Regions from separate parts of the Mus musculus genome. Here regions 1, 3 and 4 are each linked to region 2. Evidence: chromatin contacts called from public Hi-C and HiChIP or PLAC-seq data. All regions are on one chromosome and are shown on one strand. Each heading gives the region's core, a stretch centred on a gene start, on an enhancer-like site or on the middle of the called end of the contact. The rest is flanking DNA. Distances are from core to core; before and after follow the strand shown.

Evidence for each region. Hi-C and Micro-C count contacts between places; a contact is called where the count stands out from the background. HiChIP or PLAC-seq counts read pairs in DNA pulled down with a chosen protein or histone mark.
Region 1: a contact with region 2 is called in a Hi-C map of CD8 T cells, with 4 times the contacts expected there. The contact joins the promoter of Fastkd3 here to the promoter of Ice1 in region 2. A contact is called at or near these places in 2 of 39 promoter capture datasets (liver and pre-B cells), 13 of 484 Hi-C or Micro-C datasets (CD4 T cells, CD8 T cells, Th1 cells and 9 more), 4 of 115 datasets of contacts at active chromatin or transcription factors (astrocytes, bone marrow-derived dendritic cells, double positive thymocytes and 1 more) and 2 of 9 other capture datasets (adipose tissue and liver).
Region 3: an H3K27ac HiChIP or PLAC-seq map of acute myeloid leukemia shows a contact between it and region 2, with 12 times the contacts expected there. The contact joins the promoter of Irx4 here to the promoter of Ice1 in region 2. A contact is called at or near these places in 4 of 115 datasets of contacts at active chromatin or transcription factors (acute myeloid leukemia, embryonic forebrain, embryonic stem cells and 1 more).
Region 4: an H3K27ac HiChIP or PLAC-seq map of acute myeloid leukemia shows a contact between it and region 2, with 12 times the contacts expected there. The contact joins the enhancer-like site here to the promoter of Ice1 in region 2. A contact is called at or near these places in 3 of 39 promoter capture datasets (liver and pre-B cells), 3 of 484 Hi-C or Micro-C datasets (CD8 T cells and the G1E-ER4 cell line) and 2 of 115 datasets of contacts at active chromatin or transcription factors (acute myeloid leukemia and large pre-B cells).

What each region holds. Positions count from the first base shown.
Region 1 is chr13:68,580,913-68,584,356 of GRCm38.p6, reverse strand. Fastkd3 (FAST kinase domains 3) reads right to left here and starts at 2,147. Exons shown (of 7, transcript NM_027123.5): 1 at 2,007-2,147; 2 at 1-818. The coding sequence starts at 795. It overlaps Mtrr (5-methyltetrahydrofolate-homocysteine methyltransferase reductase), which reads left to right and starts at 2,188. Exons shown (of 15, transcript NM_172480.3): 1 at 2,188-2,292.
Region 2 is chr13:70,636,195-70,639,511 of GRCm38.p6, reverse strand. It overlaps Ice1 (interactor of little elongation complex ELL subunit 1), which reads left to right and starts at 1,878. Exons shown (of 19, transcript NM_144837.3): 1 at 1,878-1,995. The coding sequence starts at 1,915.
Region 3 is chr13:73,259,044-73,262,495 of GRCm38.p6, reverse strand. It overlaps Irx4 (Iroquois homeobox 4), which reads right to left and starts at 1,999. Exons shown (of 6, transcript NM_018885.2): 1 at 1,620-1,999.
Region 4 is chr13:73,296,127-73,299,281 of GRCm38.p6, reverse strand. No RefSeq gene overlaps it. Among named protein-coding and RNA genes, the nearest start is that of Ndufs6, 31 kb to the left of the region's middle. RefSeq lists an enhancer at 1-1,008. Within about 2 kb of position 1,616, at least 4 of the 459 cell types and tissues checked have an H3K27ac peak or open chromatin away from gene starts, as enhancers often do. A contact at or near this core is called in acute myeloid leukemia, where this site is marked.

The DNA.
Region 1 (3,444 bases), core at 898-3,397, 2.1 Mb after region 2:
CTGCAGAATCCTATAAACGGACGTGATCTCCTCTGGAGCAAATGTTTCCACACTTTTACTTTGAAGTTGACGGACAACCAGCTTCAGGGTCTCACAACTCGCACCTTGAAGCATGGCCAGACTTTCCCCAAGGACACAAAGATGGTGGACTTCGAGGTTGCCTCTTTGGAGACGACGTTGGCATTCTGCCACCAGGCTCAGCATCAGGCTACTTTGAGGATCTGCAGGCAACAACGTAAGCAGAGATTGCAAAGCTGTCACCAAACCAGCATTGGTCAGGTGTGAGGGGTCTCGCTCACACCGGAGGCAAAGAGCCTGGAAGGCACGGTTCTCCAGCACTCCTTCTGGCAGCCTTTGCTCACCATCCCTCCTCCCTATCTCACAGATCCTGAGTAGAGCTGCCATTGCCAGAGGGACAGGCAGGGTGTCCAGGGCACTTATGAAACTCAGCACTTCCTCAAAGGAAGTGAAGTAGCTTAGTCTCCTGAAAAGCATCTCTTCATCCTCGTTTTGAAGACTCTGTCCTGGCTGGTTCCATTCCTGCGCCTGGGAGGACCATGGCTCGCCCACGGGATGAAAGTCATTTCCCTTTTCTGAGTGGAAGTTTTTACAGTATGCGTGATGGAATCTGACCCTGAACAGCTCAGGTTGTAGGGAGCAGAAGCACACACTCAGGCGATCTGTGACTGCCTTTGGGGCATGACTGGCAGGGTGAATTTTCAGAGCAACCACAGCTCCAGGTATCCAAAGAATGGACTTATGACAAAAGGCCCTCCGCAGGGTGATGAACGCCATGCCATAGAATTCACAACATGTGACTTAGCATAAGAAAAACAAAAACAAAAACCATGGTCAAATGCTGAGAAAGACAACACCAACGCTACGAAACTAAGAATGAGTATCCCATGACAAAGATTAAAAAAAAAAAAGAACCTTGCAAAAATATTTTAAAAACCAAGGTTTACTTTTCCCACCGAGCCAGGAAACAAGAGAAAGCCTGGGAAGGGGGTCCCCACTCTCCTGGTCCTGATTGCCACACCCAATTGGCTGACACCCAACAGTTGCACCATAACTAGACAAGGCACCGGTAGAAGACATGCACACCCCTTTCTAGGCAGTGTCACTAGGTTTTTTTTTTTAAATGAACTATGCCTTATATCTAAACTCCTTGAGTCCTATGTGTATGTAAGGATCTCAGATTAATGTTTTACCACAACGTAATTCCTCTTCAAAGGCCATGTTCTATGGACAAAGTGAAGGGTGTGCACCAAGGCATGTCTCCTTTAATATGTTTAAAGTTGGCTGCTGATTAAATAGCCCCCCAAACCCCATAATCCTATACATAAGTTACTACTCAGGCTTTCAGGCTTACGCGTCTCTTCAGTTTTCAAAAAAGGCTATTTTTTGAGTAATCAGAACTCATTGACCTTGCTGCGCTCTGGCTCATTCTGAAATTTCTTTTCAGTGGCCCTTGAACACCTTAGTGTTGTCGGGTAGACTGAAGCATCATAGGGCTGACTTCCTGTGGCTTCACTGTGTCTGGGCGAGATGCTGGCTCCTAACCCTAACTGCGATCGCTGCCCAGCCCTTACTTTAAGTCCTGCCTATGGGCTAGGTTACTGTAATTCAGTTCGTCTGGTTGACGCTTTTCCCGCTAAGGACCCTGCAGCCCAAGGAAACCACCTCTGTGTACAGTGAAGCTGGGCGCGAAGAGGAAGAGCTGGAATTCAGATTCTACCTCCAAATCTCGACACTCACGTGATGGGGAAAGGGAACGTCAATGTTGATAATTGCGAGAGAGGAGGAGCAGCCGACAAGATTCAAACTCCGGGTATGAGCCGGGCAAAGCATGGTAATTCGCGCTGAGAAGCTGGGCTGGGGCTCACGCACAATCACAGAAAAGCAAGCGGAGCAGGGCAACGGCGGAGGCAGGCGCCGCGCGACCGGACCGGAGCCCACGGAGCACGAGTGGGGAAGCCCGGGGGTCCTAATCCCGAGACACTTACCGAGCGGCTCCAAGCCGCACCCGGGACAGGACAGACACGGAGCTTCCGAGCCCTGGGAGCGTCCGTACACGGACGCTGCCCCTTACCTGGAGAACATTCCGGCGCGTGCGCGGCACTAAGGCCACCCACCCACCCACATCCGGCGATCAGCGATTGGCCCAGGTCCGCCCGCATGTCTGTTGGCGGTCGTGCGGAGCATGCGTGCTGTGCCGCGCGCGTGCGCAGTGCTCCCGGACTGTGCCTGTCGGAGGAGAACGGGGTTCCGCGCGGGAATTCGCGCCTGGAGGTATTCGGCGGGGGACGGCGGGAGCGACGGAAGCGGTGGGGGAGCCGGGACTCGCGCCTGCGCAGTGGGGATGAGCCGCTGAGTTTTCCGGACCGCGGTGGGGTTCACGGGGAGCACTTGGGAGGCGGACCGCGGTGGGGTTCACGGGGAGCACTTGGGAGGAGTCGGCTCCGCCACCTTTCCCAAAACCTCGTGAGCTCGCACGTGTCACCCATTGGTCCTGTCGAGTCTGTGGCAGTGCTTCCCGATGAACCTTTGAAGGGTTTGTGTCCTAGCTCCCCAGCGGATAAGCCACAAGTGCTTAGAAACTAACTAGAGTTGATTCACTCAGGAAAAGATAATTTTATATAGGCCGGCTACCACTCAGCGTTAGCCACTGGATAGAATGGCGGAGTGTGGAATCCCAGAGCCCTTTATCTTCTTTTTCTCTTGGTTATCTCCGGGGTAAGGCATGAATTAGAAATACCGTCTCTGTGTAAAGTCCATGTACGCTGACTACTGATAGATGCAATGATGCCATCTTTGATGACGACCAGTGCTTTGATTAGGATCTAGCAGGAAACACGAACTCCCCAGTTTCACGTGAACATTGTACAGTTACAGTTTTGGTTTTTTAAAGATTACTTATTTATTTTATATATATGAGTATACTGTGGCTGTACTGATGGTTGTGAACCATCATGTCGTTTCTGGGACTTTGAATTCAGAACCTTTACTTGCTCCGGAGGATCCTGCTCGCTCCAGCCTAAAGGTTTATTTATTATTATATGTAAGTACACTGTAGCTGTCTTCAGAGGCACCAGAAGAGGGCGTCAGATCTCATTAGGGATGGTTGTGAGCTACCATGTGATTGCTGGGATTTGAACTCAGAACCTTGGGAAGAGCAGTCAGTGGTCTCTTAACTGCTGAGTTACAGTTTGTTTTTGTTTTTTGTTTTTGTTTTTTGTTTTTTTTTTGCTTTGTTTTTAAACGGCAGAAACAATAGCCTTTGTAAGCGACACTGTGTTTGAGCATGGCTTAGCCCCTTCACCATTCAGGCTTATGATCCTAATTCAGAGTACAAATGGGCAGAAAGGCAGATCACTCCTATAGTTAGGCACTAATGAATGACAGACACTTGCAAGACCCAACAGTAGCTAGAAATCAAGAGTG
Region 2 (3,317 bases), core at 629-3,128:
GACTCTGACCCAACCAAAACCCATGTTCTTCTTGTAACCTTACACATTCTGTTCGCCAGCCTCTGAGGAAACCTGGACCTTCTACACAGACTGTCAGGTTATGGGCCTGTCTTGCTTGGGTGCAAATAGCAATGACAAGGCATTCAGCTATTTCTGGGTATCTATATGGTCTTTCAACGTCAAAGAAGATAGCTTGAAGACAGAACAGGGTGTGAGGGTTTTGAGTTGCATTTTCCATCCCGAGGCTTAGGACAGATGTGCAGGGTCTGGATGCCCTCTTAATAAATTATAGTGGCTATTCCTGGTTGTCAACTTGACTATATCTGGAATGAACTACAATCCAGAATTGGAAGGCTCACCTGTGATCCTAATCTGGTGGCTGGGAGATACAAGTTTCTGACCTGGATCTTATCGTGGAGATTTTTTTTTTAAGATTTATTTATTATTATATGTAAGTACACTGTAGCTGTCTTCAGACACACCAGAAGAGGGAGTCAGATCTTGTTACGGATGGTTGTGAGCCACCATGTGGTTGCTGGGATTTGAACTCTGGACCTTCGGAAGAGCAGTCAGGTGCTCTTACCCGCTGAGCCATCTGACCAGCCCCTATCGTGGAGATCTTGAGGCATATACTGGCTATGAATCCCAAGAGATTAAGATTGGAAGCTCTCTGAGTTCAAGGTCATCTGGGACAAAGCAAGTCCCAGATCCAGGCATGGTGACACACACCTTTAATTTGGGCCGTATCTTCTGCTAGAGACCTACATAAGGACATTAGATGAAGAAAGATAGGCTCTCTCTTCTTTGCCTGCTTGCCCTGTGGAACTGAGCAACTGCTAGATCGTTGGACTTCCATTCACAGCTGCTGCTGACCATTGTTGGCGAGTTGGACTACAGAGTATAAGTCATCAATAAATTCCCTTACTATATAGAGTCTACCCATAAGTTCTGTGACTCTAGAGAACCCTCACTAATAAATGCAACACTGTTGTTGAGATTGGGACTTTGTAACCAGAAGATGAGGAGCCGCCAGAAACTTCCTAGTAGACAGATACTGATGGCAACAAAGTTTCTGAGGAGAGTGGATACAATGCTAGGATGTCAGCGAGAGTTCAAGCCCTGATTTCAAGTGGCTTTTAAAGCTGAATGAGGATTTCTTCTTTCCACCTCTCCAGCCTAAGGGTGAAGATGACTGGGAAACCGGCTCGAAGGGGTTTGTCTGGTTGGCTGCGTGCAGACACACCCCACACGTTAGTAGCAGAGCATGGAGCCCTAGAGGTTGGCCTCCAGGCGGTGCTCACCCTGCCGCTGCGAGGCACTCCGGGAATTGTAGTTTTTCTTCCGCTCCCTGCCTGTCTACTGGGAGAATAGTGCAGTAGCTCTGCAAGAAGCGTTCGCACTTTCCAAACCCAGGCTCGGGTCCTCCTTCGGTGGTCGGCATGCCAATGACATCGCAAAACCCCCGCCCCTTGGAGGCTGAAGGGATTTAGGCGTCTACACAGGGCCTGTAATGAGGCAGCTGACAGATGCACAGACAGTTCGTGAAGGCAGGCCCTGGCTCTTGTTCATCTCTTCCAAGATGTGTCCTAAGGCTTTGCTTTTTGTACGACCACGCTTCGTTCTGGCTTTTTGATCAGGCGGATCTGCGGGCAGCCCCGACGGGGGGCGGGGCTGGGTGGGGCGGGGACCTCGTGTGCTGTCGTCGCTTTGGGCCCTCGGGGCTGCGCCGCTCTCAAGTGCCCTGGGCTGCTTCGCTGGTCTGAGCCCTAGGCCGGCTCCACGGGGACCTTGGCGCACGCATGGACCTGCCCGCGCCCGGCGGGAAGCGGCCAGGCTGGCGGTGGCTGGGGCGGCGGAGCAGGGCCGAGGCAGCGGGCCCCTGAGCGCGCGCCCTGCAGGCCGGGCCGCAGCACCATGATGCCCGGCGAGACGCACCCGGCGGCGCCCGGGCCAGCCGACCTCGCGCGGTGTCAGGGCTGCGCCTCCCTGCAGCAGGTACGCAGGATCCCTGGCTGACCCTTTTGCGCCGTTTTGGGGGCGGGTGCCGGTGCTTTGTTTAATCACGGACAGAATTGGTTCAGCTGCTGCGATGCCGGCGGCGGACAGAGTGAGCGTGCTCTTCAGGACTCCTCGTCTTCCCGACTCAGGGTTTGCAGGGCCCAGTTTGGTTGGTGGGTGACGCTGTCTACGCGCGGAGGGAATCTTCCTCTCTGTGATGAAGGCCTCCTCGCACTCCTAATTATTTGTTGTTTGAAGGCAAGGGTTTTATGTTGCGTGCCCAGGTCGCTAGACTTCCAAGATTCCGGAACGGAACTGCATTTTAGCTTACACGTATCTATTAATATACTGCCAAGCTTAGCTTTTGTTAAGTAGCATGTTAGTTGTCTGATTAAAATTGTCCAATAAACATACGTGGGTCTAGGTAGTTTGTTACAGTGTCATGTCCTGTTCTTAACAATGGATCGCTGCAGATGGGTTCTAGGTTTTACTGATGCAATAGAAATAGTCCCCAGTGCTCAGGGCTGGAGACTCGCACAGCTTTCTGTCTTAGAGTTCCATTCACCTATTGTCAGTGGCAAAACGGAACTTGCCCTTGCTCCCGTTCAGTTCATCCCCTTTCTACCCAGTGTTCTAAGCACTGTTCATATTCTGGTAAACCACCTGGACACGGATAAGATGAACGTGCGCAAGTACGACTCGACAGGATTTTAGATGTTGGGAAGGAAATAATGGAAGATGTCAGGGGGTTCTGGTGAGGTGGTGTTGAGGCAGTGGGAGTTGTGAATGTTGAAAAGTAGCTCTGGAGATCGGTTTTAACAAGTGGGACGGTTTCTTGATGTTTGATGAGCAAAGCCTGTGGCAGCCTCGGGGTTGGTGAGACGAGATAAGGGATGCAGACTAGCTAGCTATCTGTGGAAGTTTGCTTTTTATTGTAAAGTGCAATGTCTCTGCGCCGATTCGTATGTTCTAGTTGCTTGGAGAATAGGAAATGGTTTGGCACTCTCATAGAGAAGATGGAGAGTCAAGCCATGTTGTAGCTAGGCCACATCGTGTAGGCATCTTATAACCCTCCCCTCCCTTAAAAGATTCTGAATGGAACGCTTCTTTAATGGACCATATTTGTGTTTTGAGCCTATTTACTCAAATTTTTTGATCCCCTGCTAGTTTATAACAATGTACGCAAAGAGAAGAGGAAAGTTACATTAGAAGCAACATATTGGTAACAAACAGGCAAAAGTAGGAGGGGAGAGTGGGTAAGGACCAGGCTTTTGGCTGCTGAGATTTTCTGGTCTTTGGAAAAATCGTATTTGAACAAG
Region 3 (3,452 bases), core at 750-3,249, 2.6 Mb before region 2:
GACTGGTTGGGAAGGAGAAGGAAGACCAGGCCTGTGTGTGGCACTCAGCTGGCAGCAAGCAGTGCACCCAGAATGAACATTCTCAGTTTTCTTCCCCTGGACTCCTGGGGTTGGGTTTGGAATGTTAATCCTGAGGATTTCCACTTTTCTCCTTAGTGGACTCCTGTATGGTAGCTGGAGTCCCTCTCTGGGGAAGGAGTCTCAGGGTGTTCCTTGGGTCCTCAATGCAGCAGCATTCTGGTCTGCCTTCCAGTCAGAGCTTCCAGGCTCCAGATGTTGTTGTTATCCCTAGTTACCCTGTCCCTGGGCCTGGGCCTAGGAGCCAGGAGCACTGGACTCCACTGTGTCCCCGAAGATGCAGACTCACATTCCACACCTCATCTACCCCATGCAGGGGCTAGTCAGGACTCCACTGAACTATTCTGTCTTCACTCAGTCCCTACTGGCCAGTCCTGCTACTGGCCAGCACCCACCTCGACATCTTGCTGACAAACTGCTACCTGGCTGAAGCTCTCTTACCAAATGAGATATTCTTCAGGCCATCCTTGCTGCAGATATAAGGGTGCCTTCTTCAAAGACCAAGCCTTGAGTAGAGGCACAGGGCTCTCTAAGAACAGACAGGAGTCCCAGAATCTCAGGGACCTTCAGCTAAAACAATCTTGCATAGATGCTTCATGCTGTGACTAGAAACTCTTAGGGCCCCTAAATATAAACCACCATTTAGCAGTAGCCAGACCACTTGGCTTCCTGCAGTGTGGGCAACTGATCACCTTTGGAGAGGGCTTCAAGAGATCAGAGACCGAAGGCCTGATCAGATACCAAAGGGGTGGAGCAGGGAGCAGTTAGCCCCAAGAATTGGGAGTCTAGGGTTGATAATGGCCACAGAACTGGTGAGAGCTTGTAGGAAGGCGGATCTGGCCTTGATATTCCTGCCACCACCTAAGTCCCGGCTCTCCAGAGTGATCCTCGGAGCACTTTTTAGCTACACCAAGAGCTCCGTGGGAGCTTATTCTATCCCAGAGAGAAGTTGAGTACAACACAAGGCCAAAACAGAAGCCAGGCACCAAGAAAGAGCCTTTTTGTCTGAGGCTAGGCCGGAGCTTGGGATGCCTGGGTCCACTTTGGACACTCAACTGGTGTAGGCTCAGAAAGACGCCCTAGGTGCCAGAGATGCTGCGTGGTGCGGGCACCCTCCCCTTGCCTCAGATCATTCTTTAGCAGTCAACCACTGCTCCCTTTCCTCAGCCAGTGGGGTGAGCTGCTGGGACACGCGTTGAAATTCCCGTTTGCTTCCCCCAATGCCCTCCTTTCTGGCCCTCTCTTCCTCAGCTCTCCTACTGCACCCCCACGGAACGTTCGTTCGTTCGGCGCCGCCAAAGGAAGGAAGGAGCGCACTCAGGGGGTCCAACAGCACAAGCTGTTCTATCCCTCGCAAGCCAACACGGTCCGCGGGGACCCGAGCATCCCGTACCCGGATGCCGGGTCCTTCCCATCCGCTTACCAAAAACTTGCATCAAATGCAGCGACCTCCAAAGCCTCTATCCGCTAGAAGCAAACTTTGTCCCCTCCGGCGCAAGAGCGATCCTCGCAAAGTTTGAGCAGCAGAAACAATTTCTTACCTGCGCCAGGAAAGAGCCGGCCCGCGCCGCTTAGGCGCCAGGGCCTCCGGGAGCAGCGCGCAGCCCGGGACGCACCGGGGAGTCACCGCCGCCGCTGCCGCCGCCGCCTCCGCCGCCCGCGCCCCTCGGCGGCCGCGCGGAGCCTCTGCCTCCTCCGCCTCCTCGAAAGGGGGGGAGGGGTCTCGGAACCCCGGGAGGGGGCGGGCGTGGGGACCTTGCCTACCTGCAGTGGCGCCGGGCCACTCCTGGCTGCCCGCTAGGGCTCTGCGCGGCCGCTGGGCGCGCGCGCTCCGGCGGGGAGCAAGCGACAACTAATGGAGACATTTCCAGGCGGAGCACCTGGAGAGCAGAGCGCGCCGGCGTCCCCAGGCGCCGCGGTCGTCAGCCGAGCCCGCACCGGCGTGACGTGGGCGAGCGAGCGAGTTGCTCCCACCCGGCCGCCCATTAACGCTTTCCCCCCGCGGGCGCCCAACGCTTGCCAACTTTCCCCTCCGCCCTGGCCGCGCACCGGGTGCGCGGGTGTAGGGGCTGGCATGAGGGGTTCCTGAGGGTGAGGGTTCAGGCTTGGCCTCCTCAGAATGGTTTGGCGAGAATGCCTGGGCCCTAAGAGGACAGCCCAACCCTACCAGGACAGCAGAGGACATTGGTCCCTGGTTTGATCAAATGCTTGGCCTGCCCTGTGGATCCAGAGGCCTTGGGCACGCGGACCGGTCTCTAAATGGTTTCCTTTCCTTACCCATGCTGTCTGCTTGGGAAATGTGCCTCCTCAACTCTTAGGACAGAGATTCCTCTTCGCAGACCCTACCTACTCTGCCCTCACAATGCTATCCTTGGGAGTAAAATGGGCTTTCAAGCACCCCCCCCCCCGTCACTTTTCCCGACTTTCCACACACACCACCCACTGTAATGCAGCAGTTCTGGTTCCCTTCTTGTGGTCACAATAGTCCCAACCAACCTGGCTCTTGGCTGTTTGGGCAGCAAGTCTTCCTCACAGACTTGAGCAAGAGGAATCCGTAGTCCAATTTGACAGAAACTGCTGAGGATCCCAGTAGATCTGTGACCTTTCTGGGCGGGAGCTTACTCAGGACTATCAGGATCCAGCTGGGCCTCTGACCTGGAACACAAAAGAGGACAGATGTTCACTGGTTTCTTTAGCCTGAGGCTGGAGCCCAAGACAGGAGTGGTAGGTCCAGGCTCAGAACCCCTCTCACCTCCTGTTCAGTATCAGAGCCTTTGCCTTTCGCTCCCTTGAAGACTCCTTTTGTGGACTTGCTGCCCTACAAAGGTCTCAGTATAGGAGAGAGGCCCGGTGTGAGCACCACCTGTCCAGTTAGAGCAGGAAGGGGCTGTGGCCTGTAGAGCCCCAGGGCTTCTGCAGGACACCCCTTCCTCCTGCATAGTTTTCACTTCAAAGACCCAACTTACTTCTCTTCACCCACAGCAGTTCAATGACCTTTGAGATTTGTTGGGTTAGATAACCTCGGAGAAAGTTATCTCTGATTTTTCCCCCTTTGCTCCCCCCCCACCCCTTCGGAGCTCTTTGCAGCTGCTGGAGGGGTAATTCCAAATTGCTTGCTTCCCCAGCAGCCTGTAGCTGATCTGTGGCTGCAGACCTCACCCATCCAGCAGTGCCCAGCCAGGCTGAGTTGGAGTTCCAGGGGCTGCTGTAGGTCGGATACTACTTTAATCTCTGGCTGCTTTGGAAACCTGCTAGGCCACCGGTATAGCCCCCAATAAGCTAGGAGAGGGGACCTGGATTCTGGGTCTTGTCCCTTCTGTTTCAAGCCTGGGAGGCAAATGGGGGAGGGGTTTTTATTTATTTAAGGAAGGATG
Region 4 (3,155 bases), core at 367-2,866, 2.7 Mb before region 2:
TCACCCTTCAGTGTCCTTTTTCACCGTGGGGACAGTTTTCCTGTCATTTCCTGGAAAAACACTGTCCTGTGCTCTGTCAGCTGCTTGGTGTATAGTTGATATAGATGTGTAGCCATGAAGCAAGTGGCTCTGTTTGCACAGAATGCGGGGCCTTGCCATTCTGGAAGTGAGGACTCTGTGGACTTGTGGACTGAGTCCTGTTGCAGGGTTCTCTGAACCTGTCTTCACCTACCTATCTACTCTCTTCAGAGGCCCCTCTACATCTGTCCCTTTTCAGGAACAGTGGGGGAGGAAGGATGCAGATAAGCCTCCTGGGGTCCCTGGTTATCAGGCTCGACCTTTGGAGAGGCTGAGAGGGGAGTGTTGTCACCCTCAGAGATAGAAGAGTCATTGGCTGGGAGTTTCCATCCGGCATCCTGAGTGGTCAGAGGCAAGGCCATGAAAAGACAGTCAGGACTGGGGCCCTGTCCTGTCCTGTCAGCGCGTCAGTGCAGACACCCAGACACACCAGGCTCTGGACATATGTGAATGACTGTTAGTCTATTCTTACAGCAGTTTGGTGGCTGTTATGCAGGGCCTGTCCCACCTCCTGATTGACAGCCAGTGGGTAGCATGGCCATTTAGACTTCAGGAGAAGGCAAGGGTGATTGACTGAATGTGGCCTACAAAGACATCTGGCAGCCCCAGGAAGAGCAGCCTCTCACCTGTATGGAAAAGAAGAAAGTGAGTTGCTTGATTCACTGAAACCATGGCATTGTGTGCTGCAGGGCACTTGTGCAATCATAGGTTGGTCTTGGGTTTGATTAAGTCTATGCCTCTCTGTCTTCTAGAAGAATCAAGAACGTGTGGAGGGAGGGAGTGATTTCTGTGTTTTAAGAATAGAAAATTTGAATCCCCATGGACTGATGAACTGGACACATAAAAGACTTTACAGTGATCCCCATTTATTCACATCAAGCTCCGGAAACACAATGTAGCCTTCAGTGGTGGAGGAAAATTGGAAAACCAGCCTTCTCTAGAAATGGTTGCTTTAAAAGTCTCTGTGGGCAGGACAGTGGTGGCACACGCCTTTAATCCCAGCACTTGAGAGGCAGAGGCAGGCAGATTTCTGAGTTCAAGGCCAAGCCTGGTCTACAAAGTGAGTTCCAGGACAGCCAGGGCTACACAGAGAAACCCTGTCTAGAAAAAAAATCTAAATAAATAAGTAAGCAAATAAGTAAATCTCCCTGTGGTTGGCTGTCCACATGACACACATGTCATTCACAAATGTCCAGAGCCTGGTGTGTCTTACAGGAAGTCCTGCTTCAGATGGGCTTCCATGTGTTGTAAGCCTAGCCTTTAACGGCTGAGTCATCTCTCCAGCCCTGGGTCTCCTTGTGTTTGGGAATGTCTATATGCTGGGGCTCCTTCTGGGAGTGTAGTCAGTGGCTGGAGAAGACAATGCCCTACATAGCGGCAAAGCCATTACAATAATGAGTTGGATACTCTCTTGGAATCCATTAAGGTTAGTCTTGACTACCACTTGCTTCATGACGAAAAGACTTGACAGTGCTGGTAGAGTTGTAAGGGGCCTCATGTCACCACAGAGATGTCTGCCAGTATTTTGCAATGTGTGTGTCCACACATGTACCACCAAAAACGTGTATCTATTCACATGCATTTCACCAAAGTGAGAAGCAGTATTCAGTTTGTAAGGGTGTGAATTATAATGTTTAAAACATTAATTTTTGTCTTTTGAGAGTCTTACTAAGTAGTCCTGGCTAACCTGAACTTGGTATATAGACCAGAGTGGAAAAATCCTGTACGCGAGTGAGCATTGTCATGTCTGGCTTGGATAATCTTTTAAAGATATACTTTTGGTGCTGGGAATAGAATGTAGGGTTTTACACACAAGAGCTCTGTATCAGTGAGCTATGTATTCAAACTAAAGATGCTTTTCTTGAACTGAAAAATCCCACTTTAGATTTTTTATTAGGTATTTTCTTCATTTACATTTCCAATGTTATCCCAAAAGTCCCCCCATACCCTCCCCCCACTCCCCTCCCCCACTTTAGTTTTAAAACGTACCAAAATAATAAAGAACATACATTGGTCTCCAAACTGAAGGAGACAAGGACTTTTAATCAACACAAATCTTCAAATCATTCTACAATCTTAACTCAGAAACAACAACAACAATAAAAAACCAATCAAATTCTAGTGAACTAAGAAATGTTGTTATCTGCAGTCAAAACTGCAATTGAATTGACTCCTGTCATAGTGTGGAAACCACTGTGTAAATTCGTAGATTTATGAGGCTCTGTTTTCATGACAGGAAAGGGGTTCAAGACATGGACACAGAGCTAGGAAAACCCTGTGTCTACCTGATGAAGCTCGCTATGGGAGGCAGCGATTTATGGACTCTGACCTAAAAGGCTTTATTTATTTATTTTCTCTTTGGGCTAGAGATGACCCATAGCATTTGGTGCTGTGTTCTCTTTAAGTGATATTTGAGATGTGTTCCTCTTCTCTGAGAGTCCTTGTTCTTAAAATGATTTCTCAGTGGAAGAAAAAAAAAACTCTAGAGAGTCAAATGGAGATATTGTGAGCTCTTGGAACATTCTAGCACTCTGGCATGTGTCATCCCAGATGTCTGTCTTCCACACTTCTCTGTATAGTTTAGGAAGGTGCCCTGGTGTAAGCATCACCTATGGGGGCAATGCTGTTGTCAGCAGAAGTGACGTGTTCACACTTGTGTCGGTGTGCACCCAGGAACATGAAGATCATAGCCTGTTTCTTCCAGGGACATCCAAAGCGCACTCTAGGTGGTATGTGAAGACAGAATCCTAGCCAGAGACATGAAATGCATGATTAATTAGCATGACATTGTGGCCGCAGGTACTGATGTGCGGGTGTCCCAGCACCTTGTGCCATCTCCTACCATCCCCTGGGAGGCTCCACCTGAAGACTGCATGCCTTCCAGCAGTTGGTGCTGCTAAGAAGATCTTCCTGGATTATGATCCTGTGCTCAGTTCTGATCACATACCAGGAGCATGGAAAATGAACATTTAACAGGAATGTGTACATTTCCTATCTCAGTATCCCTTGAAAAGACAAATACAGCGGTCAGAGATTTCCCAGATAGAGGGTGGCTCCACTCACTTTAGCTAAGTTAT